Regions from separate parts of the Mus musculus genome. Here region 1 is linked to region 2. Evidence: chromatin contacts called from public HiChIP or PLAC-seq data. All regions are on one chromosome and are shown on one strand. Each heading gives the region's core, a stretch centred on a gene start, on an enhancer-like site or on the middle of the called end of the contact. The rest is flanking DNA. Distances are from core to core; before and after follow the strand shown.

Evidence for each region. HiChIP or PLAC-seq counts read pairs in DNA pulled down with a chosen protein or histone mark.
Region 1: an H3K27ac HiChIP or PLAC-seq map of embryonic stem cells shows a contact between it and region 2, with 11 read pairs. The contact joins two enhancer-like sites. A contact is called at or near these places in 30 of 484 Hi-C or Micro-C datasets (the AML12 cell line, the Patski cell line, bone marrow-derived macrophages and 8 more) and 6 of 115 datasets of contacts at active chromatin or transcription factors (all in embryonic stem cells).

What each region holds. Positions count from the first base shown.
Region 1 is chr15:41,407,482-41,410,363 of GRCm38.p6, reverse strand. No RefSeq gene overlaps it. Among named protein-coding and RNA genes, the nearest start is that of Oxr1, 39 kb to the left of the region's middle. Within about 2 kb of position 1,408, at least 7 of the 459 cell types and tissues checked have an H3K27ac peak or open chromatin away from gene starts, as enhancers often do. A contact at or near this core is called in embryonic stem cells, where this site is marked.
Region 2 is chr15:41,328,843-41,331,542 of GRCm38.p6, reverse strand. No RefSeq gene overlaps it. Among named protein-coding and RNA genes, the nearest start is that of Gm41312, 13 kb to the right of the region's middle. Within about 2 kb of position 1,277, at least 18 of the 459 cell types and tissues checked have an H3K27ac peak or open chromatin away from gene starts, as enhancers often do. A contact at or near this core is called in embryonic stem cells, where this site is marked.

The DNA of each region.
Region 1 (2,882 bases), core at 159-2,658, 79 kb before region 2:
ATGACCAGTGATCTTTTTCAATTAAGATTTAAAATGTCATCTTAATTTTAGAAACAATGCCATACCCTGGACATCTGTAGTTGGCACAAACTTGTTTTGGACTGTAACAGACACAGTGAATCTGCAGAACCCATTCATCTTCATATTAAACAAATGGGAGATTTAAAGGGCAAGTCAGTCAGATGGATTGTCTTGTCTTTCTCACTTTCAAATGGCACTAGTAATTTCTACCATTTCTCCTGGGGCCTGGTATACTTTCCTGCTTATAACTGTGGTGAGCTAAAAGATCACCCGAGATGCCAGTAGATCAGGCCCTCTAGCCAATTGTTATGCTTTCCACTAAAGCTCTTCTCTTTCTCAAAAGGCACGCTATTTGAAGGGAGATCCACAGCAGGGCTTATCTCCAGTTTTCTGTAAGATAGCTAGGTGGATGGATGGATGGATGGGTGGATGGGTGGATGGGTGGATGGGTGGATGGGTGGATGGATGGGTGGATGGATAGATAGAACAGAGAACAGAGACAAGCAGATAGACATAATCAGAAAAACAAAGGATGGAGACTACTTCAAAAGCTCTAAATTCTTACTCATCTGATTTAACACAAGAAATTCCTCTTAATAGTATAAATTCTACTGTAGCCTCCCTCAGCCTTGAAGCAGGCTGATCCAGACTTTGACCTTGCTGCCACTAAGAAGGAGATTACCTAGGGTAGAGCCTTCTGACCTTGATGGCTCTATTTGCTCTTCTCCAAGACTCTGCTTTCTGCTGAAAGGTCCTTGAGACGTTCCGGAGACACACCCTGTAGATCGCCTACTGCCTTGCTCCAGGCACCGAGAATGGGCTGGCGGGGGATGGGCCTCTTATAAGCACGGACTCTCAGTAAACTTCAGAGGCTTTGAACAGAAAGATTTGTCTTGACCTCATTCTTTTCTCACCGTCTGATCTCTTTCAGCCCCAGCCCGCCTTTCAGGGGAACCCAGTTCATGTGGCCCCAGGCAGCTACATTCTACGACCCTTCTAAACTTGTATCAAAATACCCTTGAAGTGATCACGTATTTACTATCCATGACTTATTTATTTTCTCCAAAAATTCTGTATGCCTAACCATTTTCAATAAAGACTTGGTTTGGTTTATGAGACTAGACGTAGACTTTTCATGCTCCCCTTTGCACTGACCAGGCTCAACATAGATCTGAAATTGCTCTCTCTGAGATCACCCTTCAGTATTGGGAGCACTACCAGTTATTAAACGGCTTCTACTTTGCTAGTTATTACAATGAAGTATAGAAACGTATCAGGAGCACAGCTCTAATTCAGGTTCAAGAAACACATTAACCCAGCACACACGAACTGCACCAGAATTTGTGGCTGCACTGAACTGAGTGAGGCTGTTGCTGAGTCAGGAGCCCATGGTGTTAGTCCCAGAACTTAACAGTTCTCTAGAATTCCTGGATCGTTTGGTAGAGGCACACCACATGTCTTCAAACTCCTATTCCTTTTCTTCCGATAGTCTTTCGTTTCTCTTTCCTGGGATGGGTGGGCAGGAACCACGGAATCTTGTGAGTAAAGTATCTGTGTCATCTGCCCCCAGCCCTGAGCTCTGGATATCTCACTGGAGGCTCTAGCACGCCTGTTAATCCTCTCATAAGAACACACAGATGGTTGTATATTTTTTGCTCTCTGCTTTTAGTAGATGCTAGGACTGGAAGATGGGGGCAATTTCCTTTCCTTTACTGATTTTCAGGAAAAAGAAGTAGTCATATTTATTTATAATGTAAAACTTCCTTACTTAACATCAATCTAACCAGAGTATCATGAGCTTGGTTATCTTTGACTCCTACCTGTTTCTTTCATGTACATTTTGTTTTAAGAAAACAACAACAACAACAACAACAACAACAAAAAACCAACTCTTGTCTTTGCTGTTTTTTTCCTCATCTCAGATCTTTACTTAAAATGAATAATTAAAACCACACAACTAAAAACACCAGAAACCATGCAGTCAAAGTAATTTATTTTAATTAAAATTTGATTCACAGGATTCAAACTTGTCCCATAAGGCAAAAACTTGCAGCCAAATTCAGAGGATGTCTGGGGAGCCTGGCAAAAGTCCATCAGCATTTCTAATACCAGTATAAGCTTAAGATCATTAAAACGACTCCAGGGAAATAAGTAGCAATGATGAGAAAAAAAATAGATATTAATGTATATTTCAATGTTTGATCTGGAGGGACTATGGACGCTGTTGGGCTCCGAAGTTTAAAGATACTGACAATTTCAGAAAAGGAACCTAACAATATTTAAATGCAGTGTAAAAGTGCAAGTTTATATGTCCAAAGTAGCAAAATAAAGTTAATATAAGGATGGACAGTCAAGAGTAGAAATAAAATGCATGCATTATTAGAGAAATGAAATTCCTTACTTTGTAATTCAACTTCTAAAGAAGCACACTTGCAAAGGATTTGGGAAGCAAAGGCAGTCTGAGTTCAAGGCCAGATTTGTCTGTATAGTGAGTTCCCTGTAGCCAGAGATACACAGTGAGATTCTGTCTCAAACCAAACAAACACATAAAAAGATTGTAAAACAGAAGAACCATGTTTGCAATAATCACATGGAAACAGCATCATCAACACACTAGAACTATCTTCTTATAGCCTCGTGTCTTTAACTTCACTTCTATTTCTAAATGTTAACACTTTTTTTTTTCCTGGTATGGGGATTGAACCCAAAGCCTTGGACACACTAGGGAAATATTTTGCATCATGTGTGTGTGTGTGTATGTGTGTGTGAATTTTATACTTTGAATTCTAAAATATAATGAATAAATATGTACTTTTATTTTATGTTATCAAGCCAGGCTTCTGACCGTGCCAGTAAACCTG
Region 2 (2,700 bases), core at 28-2,527:
AGAGACTTCAAACCAATCTGCCCATCTGAGATCACTGGACTGAGCTGGGAAGAGACACATAGGGCATATGTAATTCTTTGCAGATTGTGTGCTGACTGCAAGGTGCCATGTCCAGGGCTTGGAATGCTCCGAGGTTTCTTCTAGAATGTTTATATTTAAATCTTCTTAATAAATATACTTGAGACAAAAGGAAGAGCAGATAAAAGATGACAGAAAGGGTGGCAACATCTGACACAGAAGGAGAAAATGCTCAATGAAGAGAAAGGTTTTGAGTCTGGGGAGTGAGGCTCTGTTTCATGGTATCTATGACCTCTGTGAAACCCTATGTACATTTGTGTATCAATGCACTGTAGGGAATGATTGTCTATTAGATTTTTTAATAGGTCTGTGAAACCAACTTAACAGTTAGACTGTCATTTTAGATAGGAGTGATGATTGAATTTGGTAAGCAGTTGTGTGTGCATGTTGTATAACGGTGATATGAGAAAGAGTTGTGAATGACATGAAGATACTTTAAGTTGGACACCTAGAAAATGAACACTCCTGATAATAAAAAAAGAAAAGAGAAATAGATAATAATTTCCTAAGTAAAATTGGCAGTTTTAGAATGAGATAATCTGAGGCACAATAGAACATATAAGATAAAGTAAGAACATGTAGTATTTACTCTAAGTAATGTAACTTCATTCCTAATTCTTTTGTGATTAGATACATTACTGATTATACATACTGGATGTTGGATTTCCGATATGGATAAATATCTGAAGTACATATTTAATGTACCAAAGTAGACCTGGGCTCCAGGTTTTCCCAGCATCCTTTAGTCCTTACCTGGAATACCCTGCCCATAACCCTGAACTCTTCAGCCCAGGGGCTTGGCTTCCACTCCTTCTGAAACTTTTCCCTATATAATATAGAAATTTTGTTCTCTCTCCCTCTCTCTCCCCCCCTCTCCCTCTCCCTCTCTCTCTCCATTCACACTTTATTTCTTTCTTTGCCTCTTTTCCCTGTCTTTGTCTTTCAGCCAGCCTGAAAGTGAATTCACAATAAACCTGCCTTTATGTACATTAATCTGACTTGAGTTGGCTCATATTACTGGTGGAGAATAACATATCACAGGCCAACTCAACGACACTTTGAAGGCAAAAGCAGAGAAGGGAGAAGAGATGGGATACGAGGTAGAGTGTTGGCTTACACAACATTCCACTAGGCTCTTCCCAGGGTCCTAGCAATGGATTGCATCATCATCAGCTGCAATCACCTGCCACTGCCAGGTGTGGGCAGCATATACAAGGACTGTTTCCTACTCCAGTTCTCTTTCTCTGTTCCCAAGTGTTCCTGGCCATTTCTCTCTTGCCCTTTCTGTCCTTCTTTTCTGTCCTTCTCTGCCTCACTTCTCTTTCTCTGCCCTCTGGCTCTGCTCCTGTCTGCCTGCCTCTACCCCTTCTCCAGGTCCTTGCTCTCTTTCCGTCCCCTTTTATCCAGATCAGTTGTGTGTTGTGCTTTCTCAGAGGGATGGGATCTCCCCTGAGAAATTGGCATGGGATCTCCAGGTATCCCTGAGCCCTGTATTGTATTTCAGAACAGAGAAAGAGAAAAGGCCAAAGACAGACTCAAGTCCCACTCTATTGCAAGTTATTTGTTTTATTTTATTAATTTTTTTCATACAATATATTTTGATCCTACTTTCTCTTCTCCCAGTGAAGTAGAAATTTCTGGTTTCTTTATCAATTCAGTTGTGTCACATGATGTTTTTCTGGAAAGTGTCTTGTGAGAAGGCATGTGATATTTTGCTGAAATCAGACACTTGAGAAGGCATGTGATGTTTAGAAAGAATATAAATGGAACCCCATAAACAGTGAGAGGATGCTATTGCATTGCTCTGCGGTACAGTGCTTCATTGGTCTTTGATGGTCTTTGTTGGTCTTTACTGGTCTTCACTTCATAGAAAGCATATGCACAAAAGAACTTCTCGGGGCATTCTGGCTAATTCTGACAGCTTTTGCTGACTCATTCAGACTCAGCAGAACCTTGCTGTTTCTGCTGAATCAGGCTGCTGCCACTATTGATTGGTGTTTGGTGTTTACTACTGAACAGAACTGCTGGTATCTTGACCATGAAGAGTAGCATAGCCCCAAGGAACTACTTCTAAACTGGTCCCCAACAACCTTTACTTATTAACCTTGTTTTTCCCCTACCTCTGGTTGGTGGGTTAGAGGGATGTAGAATTGTTTAAGAACCCCAAATAAAGTAAGTTGTGGAAAAAAATCCAAGACTACACCCAATGTTCCCAGATCCTCTCCTGTCCTTCCTCACCCATTCCCTCAACCCCTGTATCCCTGAAACAAAACAAAAACAAAAGCAATATTGAAACCCCATTAGCCAGCAGGTATCAGAATTTACTGGAAGGTTGATTAGTGTAAAGATTACGGAAGCTAAGAGGTCAAAGGACTTTAAACTTCTAAACTAAACTGGCCAGTAACTTTGTTCCATTCAGAAAATTTACCTTATCTTCCAAGTTCTCATTTACCTCATTTATAAGATGCAAATATGGAACTATTCAAATTGACTTTGGATTGGAGATGAGGTCTATAAATGGCTGGTGAAAGATGTCCTTGTCCAAGCTTGACAAACTCTTTGGTGTTCATTACAGTGGAAGCCAACACAAACATTAATTTCAGAATGACTATAAATTAGAAA